4 separate regions of the Mus musculus genome follow, and regions 2, 3 and 4 are each linked to region 1. A link is a contact called in public HiChIP or PLAC-seq data. All regions are on one chromosome and are shown on one strand. Each heading gives the region's core, a stretch centred on a gene start, on an enhancer-like site or on the middle of the called end of the contact. The rest is flanking DNA. Distances are from core to core; before and after follow the strand shown.

Region 1 (2,922 bases), core at 153-2,652:
AAGTGCTTTCTCAGGTAAAAGTGTGGTCTGCCTCAGCCCTCTGTCCTCTCTTGAGAGATGTAAATTTCTTTTAAGAAAGCTCTGCTTTTCGTGGGTAGTGGTGGTGCATGCCTTTAATCTGGGGAGGCCGAGCAGGACAGATCTGTGAGTTCGAGGCCAGCCTGGTCTACAGAGTGAGTTCCACGTCAGGCAGGGGCTATAAAGAAACCGGGTCTTGAAGGCCAAAAAAACAAACAAACAAACAACAATAACAAAAACAAAATGGGGGGGCGGAGGAGGAGAAAGAAAGTTCTGCTTCTCAAACCATGAGTCTCACAGAACAAACTGAAACACACCACGGGGTGGCAGGTTATCTCCTACTACAATTTTCGGTTGGTGTGCCCAAAGCCAACACCACCTAAGTCAGTTCTCTAGTGCTGCTCAGGAAACTGAGAAGCCTGGACTAGAGGCAGCCTTGCACAAGTAAGCGGCCAGCGGCACCGCCTCTCCTTTCCACCAGCTAGAGGACCCTTCCCGTGCCTCCCCCCCTGGAAACTGCGAAGCCCGGACTAGAGGCAGCCTTGCACAAGTGAGCGGCCAGCGGCACCGCCTCTCCTTTCCACCAGCTAGAGGACCCTTCCCGTGCCTCCCCTCCACCCCCCGCCCGGGCTAGACTAAGAAAAAAGCAGATGGGTTTGGGCTAGCCCATTGCGAGCGAGCGCACCTCTCGCTGCAGCTTCGGGGACAGGGGAGGCTCCCGGCTTTGACCTAGGTAAGATCAGCGCCCTGGGCACAGACGCCTGGCACGAAAAAGTTCTGGCTTCAGTTGGTGAGGGCAGACATCTGGCTCGCAAAAGTTCTGCTGCAGTTGGTGAGAGCAGATTCCGGGGCGGAGCCTGGGACCGCTTTACGCGAGGACACGGGGTTGTGTAGGTTGGGGGTCCCCGACCTTCCTGGGTGTTGCTGGGGAGCAGGGCCGACCTAGCGCTGTCCGCAACCCGAGAGTTAATGGGGTCGGAGACTCAGGGCCAGGCTGGACCGGCTGCCTGCAGTGAAACCGAAACTTGGAACATGAAGGAAGTGGCCGCTGGGCGCCGGCGCATCAGGACGCAGGCACCATTCAGGGACTGTGACCACAGGGGCCATGAGCCGCCGGCCCACTCTTCCCTAGCAGGACCGGCACCCAATGAAACAGCATCCAGAGCTCCGCATGTCGCCCCGTGGACCCTTGGCCCGAAACACCCGCGCCCTGCCCAACGGGACCTTGCACCCCGGTCCCTGCGCGTCCCTGAGACCCACATCCCGCACCCTAGGCCTCGCGTCACTGCCCCTGGACTTGCATCCCGCTCCTAGCCCAGCACCAGATCCTGGAACCCCGAAGCCCCTCGCTCGCACCTGCAGTGCCCATGCGCCCGCGCGGACTGGCGCGCTTCGATGAGGGGTCACGGGGCCGGCGCCGCCCCTCCGCCTCCTTGGCGCACAGCCTTGCTGGAATTCCCCGCCTGGTGGCGCCGGCCTAGCTCGCTTGTCCAGAGCGACTACAGCCGCTGCGTGCCCACGGCCTTCGAAATCTCACTGGCTCTTGCACCAGGGTTGCACATTCTCCCCCAACCAGGACGGACCGCCCTGAATGGGTGACCATTGATAGGTTCAAACCTCTAGCCCCAGACATCCAGCACCTTGGACAGTATCCAGGATTTAGCCAAGCTGAAGCCACCCACAGAAGGACCTGGAGGACAGCAAGAGTGTTCACCTACAGGTTGCGTGCATGCAAAGTAGAGTGATGGCAAAGAAGTGATGGCAACCCATCACATCGAAGTCCACCAAAAGCCGCTAGCAGTAGTCATTGCTAGTGGACGGCCACACTGTGTGCTTGCACTTTCTCATCTGTGAGTCTCAGTCATGTCCTTTGCCCCCAAAGCTTTTTAACTAAGTATTAGCAAGTGTGGGGAGACCAAGCACTCAAATATCTTGAGCCTATGGGAGCCATTCTTGTTTAAAGTACCACAGTATCTGAGGATGGCCCTGGACTTCTGATCCTCCTACCTGTGTCTTTTTGTTTGGTTGGTTGGTTGGTTTGGGTTTGATTTGGTTTGGTTTTTTGAGACAGGGTTTCTCTGGCTGTCCTGGAACTCACTTTGTAGACCAGGCTGGCCTCGAACTCAGAAATCTGCCTACCTCTGCCTCCCGAGTGCTGGGATTAAGGGTGTGCGCCACCACGCCCGACTTCCTGCCTGTGTTTTAAGGGCTGGGGCTACATGTGCATACCACCATGGCTGGTCTTATGTTGGAATGGAACCCAGGGCTTCTGGATGCTCAGCAAGCACTGTACCAACTGATCTCGGTTCCCAAACCTCCATGCAGCTCTCTCAAAGTCTTCCTCCTATGCACCTCGGGGCCAGACCCTCATCTTCCCAGATTTTTAAAGTTTTTTTTTTAATTGCACTTATTTATGTTGTTGTATTAGAGCCACAGCATGCAAGTGGAGCTCCAAAGACAGTCTTCTGGAACCGCCTGTGGCTTAGTTTGTTCCTTATGGTCATTCTTTACACTTAATGGGTTCCCTCCCTCCTCTGGGGGTGGTGGGGTTGAGTGAGAATGGCTTCCATGGGCTGATATGTCCAAATACTTGGTCCCCTGTTGATTGAACTGTTTGGGAAGAAGTAGGAGGTGTGGCCTTTTCCACAGGAGGTTTGTCACTGGGGGCAGCTTTGAGGTTTTAAAAGCCCATTCCACGCCCAGTATACTCTCTGCTTTCAGATCCAGATGTGAGCTCTCAGCCACAGGCTCTGTGCCCTGCCTCTATCATAATAAACTTAAGCCCTCTGAACCTATATGCCCAATCAAACCATCTCTTTAATAAGTTGCCTTAGTCATGGTGTTCCATCATAGCAACAGAAAAGTAGCTAAGAGATTCTCAGCCACTCATCAGCACCTGGAGAA
Region 2 (2,922 bases), core at 280-2,779, 500 kb before region 1:
GCAGGGAGGGAAAGATGGTCAGGATATTAGTTTCTGTCTCCCTGTGGTGCAAGAGAAAGACAGTCCAAGGAGCAGGCTGAGAGTTATAGCAAGTGGGGACACAGGCTAGGAGGTCCATCTCTGTGTCACCCTGAGGCAGGAAGTGGCTGCGCATCTGTTACTGTCAGGAAGAACCAGGCCTGTCCCCAGAGATGCCAGGGGGCAGGTCTTTGTTCTCAAAGCTGGATAAGGCAGGGGAGACATCTTTTGTTTTTATTTCATGGTAGTACAGTTACACCCTCTAAACTGTTCTTTCAAAGGTCCTGTGGAGGACAGAGACAAAGGCTGTACACTCTGAAAGGGCCTTCTGCTTAGAAACAGGGGGCTGCATGGAGGGAGGCAGGCAGGGTACCTACCAGGCGATCAGGTTTGCCTGGGGGTGGATGTCCAGGGCTGTCAGCCCCTTCACAATCTGCATTACATTCACAGACTCGGGCATCCGAGGGTCGAAGAAGCGCACATCTCCATTGACACTGTGAGAAAGGACCAGGGTGATGCTTGCTGGTGGCAACCTTAGGGATACTATCTGGAGCCCTGAGGGGGAGGAACCTGGCTCTGAAGGATGGCATAACTGGCCATGAGAAGTTTCAATGCCCACTTGCACATGCTGGTAAGGCCAAAGCCATGTAGACTCCCAGGACCCCTCCAAGTCAGGTGGAGCACAGATCCCCACGTCGAACCACCCCACTGGTCTTGGCAGCCAGGGTTCCCATCAAGCTGCCCCTCTCAAGCCAGAAAAGGCTAGGATTGACTAAAGGGAGATAGCATGCTCACACAAAGGGGGACACAGCAGGGTCAGAGAAGAGATTACAAGAAAGGCCAGGAACAGAGTTGTCAGAGGCAGAAGATGGCTGAGGGATCCCTCGCCTGTGCTTATAGCCTTCTGCTTCAATGTCCACTCCAAGAATTATGCTTTGCTTTATGCCACAGACAAGGGGGGAAGGAAATCTCTCTGAAGAAGTGGTGGCTTTGTGACAGTGAATTATGCTTTGCTGTCTCTTTAACAGCAGATAAAGATCCACTGCTCTCAGCACAGTATTTACTGAGCAGTGGGCCCGAGTTTACGTGCACAGGCTGGCTGGCACTGAGGTGACTTGCTAGGGAGGTGCCACCCACCTGGTGCATTCTGCTTTGCTGCTCCTGTGAGGGACACGCCTATCTGTGCATCTCCTCCTTCAGCCCAGCCTACCTGCCACCTCCACCCCGACTCTTGCTCTGCCCTCTGACCTTTCAGGCCAGTCACGGAGTTACTGTCAGTTACTGCCCTGAAATGCCAACAGTCCCTAGCTATTTAAACACCAAGAACATATTTAAATGGAGGGAGAATAATGTTTTCACAGCAAATGTCTCATGCATATTTTGCTCCTTACCTCACACTCACGATGTGGCCCTCAGGGTGCTTCTGCAGGTAGGCCTTTACCACCCACGCTGTGTGCTCTCGGTAAGTCATGACCCGGCTAAGGAGGAAGGTGTGGTCAGGACTGGCCCAGCCCAGTTCCTCTCCCCAACTGCTCTGCAGGAGGGAACTGCAGGTAGGGCTAGGAGGAGTGGGCTGAACTGGAGCTGGCAGCCCTGCCCTTGGGCGGAGCCTCAAGAGGACACCCAGAAGGAGGAGGGGCTAGCGAGGCTGTCCTAGGCCACCCCCTCATTTCTCTCTCCTCTGTTTACCCAGTTAGGGTCTTGAAGCCTGGGTGCCATTTTGAGATGAGGAAGACCTGGTCCTGCCTTAGTCAGCAGTTTAGTGAGGTCACTGTTTCTGTCTGTGGGGTCAACTTGAAGCAGCCAGACAGTGAAAGGTGAAGGTTGACCCCACTGAGCCTTCTCTCTAGCCCTGGGTGCCATCTTCTTGTCTGGTATCAGAGGTCCACTGTGCACTGCCGAAGACACTTCATGCTCACTGAGCAATCTGGACTTATTACTGGCAGTGGGGTGGCCTCTGCCATCTGGAAGGAGCTTGAATAGTGCTAAGGAGAGGGGAGATGTGACAGTTACCATTCACTGAGTGCCATCCTCCTGTCGTAGACACGGATCGAGCCATCACCCAGGCCAGCCACAATGAGCGAACGGTGCGAATCACAAGACAGACTTGTCACACAGCTGTCAGCACCCGTGGGGATGTCCTAAGCCCAAAGAGAGAGCAGTGAGGAGCCTCGAGCTGGCTGCAGGGTGTTCTGTGGAGATATCCTCTTCTCTCTCAGGCTGAGAAACTGGTCTCCACCTGCAAGGCTCTCACAGGCCAGAGGAACTGGGCCAAGGGTAGTGCAGGGTTCACAGGGCGTCAATCATGCCCTGATCTGCGATCTGCGTGAGAGTCTGCCCTGAGCCTGGCCTACCAGGCAGGTGGAGCAGAGCCTGTGAGCCTGGGCCTGGGCACAGCCTGGAAGGCAACTGTGGGGATGCCTGGTGCTCAGTGCCAATTAATCTTCCCAGCAATCTCTCCCTTTCCTGAAAAGAAAGGCGAAGCACATTTTGGCAGGGAGGGAGCCTCGTTAGCTCTCTCCTCAAGCCCCTAATTAGCCAGGGAAGAGCTGAGGGAAGGCTTCTCTGCTCCCCACGGTGGCCATAAATACTGCAGAAGGGCAGGGGGTGATGAATGGCAGCAAGAAGGAATGGGAGCTGGAAATGGGCCTCAGAGGGAAAAATGCCTTCTAATCAGATGGGGTGAGCCTGAGAGGAACCCGCGGGCTGGGGAGGGCTGTGAGTCGGGGAGGTTGTGACGGAGCCCCACTCCTGCCTTTGCAGCTGACGTGATGACACCCAAGGAGGCCCTGTACCTGCAGGAGCCCCACAGGGTCCCTGGCAGCACCCTTAGGAGTAGGAACAATCAGGCTCTCTCTCCCCACAGGGACAGGGACCCTGACAGCCAGGGCTTAACTGTTTGGT
Region 3 (2,922 bases), core at 122-2,621, 470 kb before region 1:
GCACTCGGATAACTTTGTTGTTTAGAGAATACCACCTAGTTTCCCACGCATATCTCCTCCCTCGTTCTAGGTTCCTAGATGACAGCATGGCCAGATGTACAGTTTATGTGGGATGCACAGCTGTGGCCACTGCCCTCTCTACATGTACTTTGTTACTTGTTGAGCTCTGCTTGTCCACTCTCTAATGACTGCTGACTTGCGTGCTCATCTATAGATGGGAAGTGAATCCAACTTCCCTTCCATTAATCCTGGGCTGTGTAGGGCAAAGCCTGAGCCATGGCAGCTATGTATACCCACTCACTAAGAGGGTGCCGAGGTCAAGTGGGCTGCACCTCAGCTCCTGAATACAGAGCTTCTCTTTTGAGCTGAGTAAGGCATTTCTGCCTGTCACTGAGGGGCTAAGTCTTAAGACAGGAATTTAAAAAATAATTATTTAATTTAAAAAAATGGTGTGTGTGTATGTGGTGTGTGTGTGTGGTATGTATGGTGTGTGTGTGGTATGTGTGGTGTGTGTGTGTGAAGGTCTGTATGAGCACCATGTGCATGTAAGAACCGAGTGAAGTCAAAGGAGGATCCCTGGACCTGGAGTTATGCATCAGAGGTGCTGAGAACGGAACCCACATCTCCCGCAAGAGCACTGAGAGCTCCTAACCATTACGCCATGTGTCCAGCTGAGACAGGCATCTCTATAAGGCGACAACACAGGACTGCAAAGACTCGATGTCAGTAGTTCTAAGCCTCCAGTGAGCCCAGGAAGCAGTAAGTAGGAAGGCACATGTGCCAGGAGACCTAGGCCTGTGATAAGCCTGGATGTGGTGGAGGAATGTAGCTTGGGTTGCACAGTGGCAGGAAAATCCAAAGAAAGCAGCCTTCTCACTCCGTGCTCTCTCATGTGGCTACAACTCAGAAGTAGAGGACTGACATTTCAACTTAAAACTCTACAGTTCCAAACACTGGGCTAGATTTACAAGTAAAGTCTAAGAAAACTAGTACAATCAGCTTAGAATCTCTCTGGGTGAAATGTCCTCAGATCCGATTTCCAGCTCTGAGGTATGGAGTTGCTAAGCAGCAGCTGAGGAGAGGAGAAGGAGGTGGCTTCCAGTGTACTCTAGAGACAGGGCCACATGTTCTGCTTTCAGTTTCCCCTGAGAGACAGGGAACTGGCCACTCAGATGGAGTTGGCAGCGCCTCTCTAAGCGACAGCAAGTGCTCACACAGCTACCTCTGGTACTCTCAGGCATCCTCCTGGGGAGTGACACGCTGCTTCCTGCAAAGCTCAGTTGCCACGTGGCACCAAGCTGTAAGGGATCTATCTCGAAGCTTCTGGTGAACCGTGTTACTCAGATGTCGGACGGACTGACGTCACAGACTGGGGAGGGGCTGGTGCGTGACTAATGAGGGCTCAGGCCCTCCCTCCCTCCCTCAGCTTACTGACCAAACTCAGCAGACACTGAACAGAGTAGGTAGTCACAGGTGGAGTCCTAAAGCCCCTGTGGCCTCATGGGCTGGGGTGGCAGATACAGAATAAAGAACTCTGGGGAGTCCTTTAGAATCAGGAACCCCACAGAACACTGCCAGAAAAGTCTAACAATGTGCAGGACATGGAGAAAGGGAGACACTTGTAAATATTACTGTGTAGTTTAAAGCCTATTTCAATGACTGGGCTGACTGTGGATGTTGAGCTCTGTGTGACACCGTAGCAGAGAACACAACTCTAAGCTTTACCACCCTCTGACTGGGATGGGAGGCACAGTTGTTTTAGTGGAAAGGGAAGCTGTGGTTACAAATTACCTCTTGATTTCACATCAGCCCTGATTTGCCAGGAGTGATTCTCCCTGGCTCCTTGCCAAATCAACTGCCCTGTCTTAACATCTCCAAAATACAACCTGCCACCCTCACACACGGATCAGGGCCCATGGGACTGAGGTAAGGACACTGGGTTCTGCCTCAAAGCAGAGGCAGGAACTGGGCCTGGCCGGCAACTTGCTACTTGCTAAGCTCTAGAAGGGCTAAGGATCTATTTTCATGTCTAGACTAGAAGTAATAAAAGACCGTGATGTTCTAGGATTGATTTTCAGAGCAGTGGCCACAGCTTTCTGAATAGCATGTGGTGAAGTGCAGTCTCTCAGAGCTCTGCAGCTGTTTCTGAACCTCAGAGCCTTATTGGGAAAGGACTGTATAGACACGAGGCTGCGAGTCCTCATCTAGGGCTTGAAGAGCTGGCAGAGTGAGGTCAGGTCCTCTGATGATCTGGAAATGGCCAAGACTTCTGCCAGTCTTTAGAAACACAGGTCCCAGGGCTGGGGGAGTGGTGGCAGTGGCTGGCGGTGGTGGGTGGTGGTGGCTGCGTGTGTATGTGGCCATTGTATTTGTTCTTCCTTGTGCGCCTGTCATGGTGCTTCAGAGTAAATCTAGTTATACCTTCCCTTCTGAGTCTAAGCTGTCGGCCTAATGTATAGAACCTTTGGGGGGTGTTATACTGACCCACTGCTCTGGCCTCCTATCTCCAGTGACCCTGGAACATCTGCATGGTCTTTGTAGTTGACCCTCAGCATCCTCGTATGACCCACTAAGCTTTGGTCACCACAGCAGGGACTGTGTGTGATAGGTGAGCACTCCCCCACTGAGCTACATTCCTAGCATTAACTCTCTCCAGCAAGTCCCTGCTGGATTTCTCTCAGTTAGGGCAGACACATGTGTAGCCTCTGCCCCTTGGTGCACACTCAGGGCCTCACCAGGTCACTACTATGCCGGGATGAAAAGGCTCGCCGTGCTTCCTGACTCCTCAACAAGAGGAAAATAGGGAAGAACAGAGGTGGCTAATGGCTGTCTGTCACCTTAATGCTGACTGAGCAGTCCTCACAGGGGCTCTTGGCCAATGTCTTCTCCCTGGAGTCATCCTGCCCCTGTCTGAGTGAGGCA
Region 4 (2,922 bases), core at 311-2,810, 420 kb before region 1:
TAGCCCTTCCCTGCTGACAGGATTAAGAGGCAATCAGGAAATAATCAAAAGTGGCTCCAACTTTGGGCAATAAATAGCTCCCAGATGGTCAATAAACGCCCGACCGCAGGCAAGCGGGTGCTCGGCAGCATCAGGGGAGACATCTACTCTTTGTTGGGACAGAAGCAAAGTCAATTATTGCAATTAAACTCTATAAAGATGTTTTGAATTTAATCAAATTTAAAGTTTAAATTTCAGGAGTTAGAAGGGTAGAAATGAGGGGAATTGGAGATGGGAAGTGGGAAGTGTATCCGGCAGCTGGCTGACTCGACCAGCTGGAGCCCAGCATGACCACTTTTGGGCCTAAGCAGAGAAGAGATGTGCACACATCCAGCACTCAGCAGCCATGCTGCCGCGCCATTGCAATCTTGAGGCAAACACATTCCAACCTACACACATTTGACCCTGTTTGGCATGATGGCCTCTGCTGAGCTGTGGCCCCACCTAGGTCCCACATCTGGGAGAGCTGAAGCCACCACACAGTTCCTTCATCAGTAAGTCGGCTCCAGGGTTTTCACTTGTGTGAAAGGCTTGGTAGACACTGTTGAAATGAGCAAGCCAGCAAAGGGGCTGCGGCTTAGGGCGAAGGGACAGTACAGAGTAGCTGTGAGGGATACAGAGAAGCAGCAGCCTCTTCAAGAAACCAAAGAGAAGAAAACCTGATCAAGAACATCCAAGGCCACTGGCAGACAAGCTCTAAGAATTCCTGGAACAGGGGCGCCTCAGTCCTGGGCCAGCTCCCTGGGCTGAGGTGGAATGGAGAGAGGCATTTCCACAAGGCAGAGCATGCTGGGCACCCTGGGCACCCTCTCTGGGCCAGACCACATGACTTCAGCATTTCCCATCAAACTGTAAAATTATATAATCATCTCATCCTTAGCACAACTGTCCTCTGATGAACAGAAGCAGCAGTTGAGTAAAGCTGGCTGCATTTTCTCAGCTAAAATTCAACCAATCTTGCAGTCTTAATTTGGGATTCTTAGCTACGGACAAGAGGAAAAGCAGTTTATAAACCCAGTGATAACATCGGTGCAGTACGCCACACCCAGGTACACCATCTCTCTCTATGGCACCAGGGCGCTCACATCAGGTCTCTGTGTGTCACAGAGGAGGAACAGAGGTTGGGAAGAGTAAAGAGAGTGGCTGGACGGAAATGATGGGGGCAGGCTGGAGGGTACAGGATGGGGCCAGCCTGATCTGAACTGGACTCCCTCCCTAAACAGCAAGGCGTGGGGGACTTTCAAAGCTGCTGGTTGAGTCACCACCAGGAAGAGCCTGGGTTTTCAGGAAACTGGCTTAGGATGGCAATCACCCAGGCAGTGGGCTGGAGGAAAGCCTTCTGAGCTGGCGTGGGCTCCATCTGCATTGATCAATCACAGCAAAAAGCACAGGTTATTACCACAGAGAAATGCAGGGTTTCAGGACCCCTGAAATTGAGAGTGAAGGAGAACGACTCCCTGATGGCTTTGTATCAAAAATTAAACAGGAACTGTGCTCTGAGTATTTCATCATCGCCTCCCCACCCCCGGCAGGCAGAGTGCACAGCCACATTGTTGTGCTTCAGCCTCCGTTCTTGTTAGGCTTTGTCCCCTCCCCCACTAGAAATGCAGCCTCTCCATCACCACCCAAGGATATAATAACCAGATTTTAAATTATTTATTCCAAAGGCTCTTTTCTGCCTACCTTTCCTGTGAGTTCCCCGGGGATGTGTGTACAGCCATCTATTTACAAGGGAGCAGAAGCCCTGAGCACTATGGGAAGAGTTTCATCACTTGGGGTGGCAGATGGCAGAAAGAAGAACCCACCAGTCATACTTCAGAGGTGAGGCCCAGCTAAGGCCTGGCAAGAAGCTCAACTCAGCAGTGGCTTGGTCCTCAGGTATAGCTACGGAGTTATAGAGGTGACTGTGGCTCCCCATCTCTTTCTTTCTCCCTCCCTCCTTCAAGGGTCAGCATTTCTGTTAGGTCAGGCTAGTGAGGACAGGACTACATGCCTTGGTGTCAAAGGGGCAGAAGCAGTGATGAGCCTGTCCCACAGGGCCTCCCATGCCCTGAGATGTGGCCCTGGCAGCTGGGGAGATCTATGGAGATGGTGGATCTATAGGACAAGAAGGCTTACAAACCATCTGGCCTGTGCTATAGCATGAAACCACAGGAGAAAGGCCAGTGTGTAAAGCTGCGTGTGGGATTCTGGGCGCTTGGACACACAACTCATTCCAGAGGAAGGCAGATAGAGCATGATCCCACCAACCATGTGGGGTGGGTCTCACAAAGGTGCTCAGGGGCACAAATGCTAGATCTACAGAGTAAAAGCACTTATGCCAGAGACCAATGTCTTTTTCTTCTGTGGGCATAAGTATTCTGTGAATGACTCATAACGGAAACAAAGATCACCGTCAAGACCGAATGGCTTCCTTCTGTCTGTTCTACCCGGGACCGTGACTGTCTGGCCTGGCTTCTCACTCTGTTTAGTCTAAGCAAAGAAAGCTAAGCACAAGGAAAACTTGTCCCTTGGGGAAGGTGCTTGTGCCTCAAGACCTTCCATGTCCATCTCTAGCTTGGGTGGGATGACCGTGTCATACAACCCCCACCACAATGGTGTCATGCTAGTATAAGGTTTTCTAGTCTTCCAGAAGGTTCTCTCATGCTTAGTCCACTAGACTCATTCACAGTTCAGATTCTAGGGAGAGTACTTGGTGAGAGCTATGTTGGAATGTGGACAGCTCAGTTTAGCATACAGGAAGATTCTGGAACAAGACTCACAACCAGATGCCTCAAGTAGCAGTGTTTCTTAGTAACAAATGCTGAGAAACCATCCCAGCTACACAGGCTGGGGGTGAAGCCATACAGAGGCTAGTCTCTGGGAAATACAAGTCGCCCAGGG

The links. HiChIP or PLAC-seq counts read pairs in DNA pulled down with a chosen protein or histone mark.
Region 2: a contact with region 1 is called in an H3K4me3 HiChIP or PLAC-seq map of embryonic forebrain, with 5 times the contacts expected there. The contact joins the enhancer-like site here to the promoter of Rnf213 in region 1. A contact is called at or near these places in 15 of 39 promoter capture datasets (the 3T3-L1 cell line, the C10 cell line, the HPC-7 cell line and 10 more), 2 of 15 datasets of contacts at CTCF or cohesin (pro-B cells and stem cell-derived epiblast-like cells), 4 of 484 Hi-C or Micro-C datasets (the G1E-ER4 cell line and embryonic stem cells), 18 of 115 datasets of contacts at active chromatin or transcription factors (the SCID.adh cell line, astrocytes, bone marrow-derived dendritic cells and 11 more) and 1 of 9 other capture datasets (embryonic stem cells).
Region 3: a contact with region 1 is called in an H3K4me3 HiChIP or PLAC-seq map of bone marrow-derived macrophages, with 2.8 times the contacts expected there. The contact joins the enhancer-like site here to the promoter of Rnf213 in region 1. A contact is called at or near these places in 9 of 39 promoter capture datasets (the 3T3-L1 cell line, cranial neural crest, frontonasal cranial neural crest and 5 more) and 10 of 115 datasets of contacts at active chromatin or transcription factors (SST interneurons, astrocytes, bone marrow-derived macrophages and 7 more).
Region 4: a contact with region 1 is called in an H3K4me3 HiChIP or PLAC-seq map of bone marrow-derived macrophages, with 2.3 times the contacts expected there. The contact joins the enhancer-like site here to the promoter of Rnf213 in region 1. A contact is called at or near these places in 2 of 39 promoter capture datasets (both in liver), 2 of 115 datasets of contacts at active chromatin or transcription factors (bone marrow-derived macrophages and pancreatic cancer cells) and 1 of 9 other capture datasets (adipose tissue).

The regions. Positions count from the first base shown.
Region 1 is chr11:119,388,579-119,391,500 of GRCm38.p6, reverse strand. It overlaps Rnf213 (ring finger protein 213), which reads right to left and starts at 1,402. Exons shown (of 68, transcript NM_001040005.3): 1 at 1,375-1,402. Mir1932 (microRNA 1932) reads right to left here and starts at 1,029; the gene lies at 940-1,029.
Region 2 is chr11:119,893,493-119,896,414 of GRCm38.p6, reverse strand. It overlaps Rptor (regulatory associated protein of MTOR, complex 1), which reads right to left. Exons shown (of 34, transcript NM_028898.3): 30 at 2,032-2,159; 31 at 1,410-1,496; 32 at 396-512. Among named protein-coding and RNA genes, the nearest start is that of Chmp6, 19 kb to the left of the region's middle. Within about 2 kb of position 1,529, at least 51 of the 459 cell types and tissues checked have an H3K27ac peak or open chromatin away from gene starts, as enhancers often do. A contact at or near this core is called in embryonic forebrain, embryonic stem cells and pro-B cells, where this site is marked.
Region 3 is chr11:119,861,955-119,864,876 of GRCm38.p6, reverse strand. All of the region lies in intron 20 of Rptor (regulatory associated protein of MTOR, complex 1), which reads right to left. Among named protein-coding and RNA genes, the nearest start is that of Rptoros, 29 kb to the right of the region's middle. Within about 2 kb of position 1,371, at least 167 of the 459 cell types and tissues checked have an H3K27ac peak or open chromatin away from gene starts, as enhancers often do. A contact at or near this core is called in SST interneurons, bone marrow-derived macrophages and pancreatic cancer cells, where this site is marked.
Region 4 is chr11:119,806,234-119,809,155 of GRCm38.p6, reverse strand. All of the region lies in intron 9 of Rptor (regulatory associated protein of MTOR, complex 1), which reads right to left. Among named protein-coding and RNA genes, the nearest start is that of Rptoros, 27 kb to the left of the region's middle. Within about 2 kb of position 1,560, at least 67 of the 459 cell types and tissues checked have an H3K27ac peak or open chromatin away from gene starts, as enhancers often do. A contact at or near this core is called in adipose tissue, bone marrow-derived macrophages and pancreatic cancer cells, where this site is marked.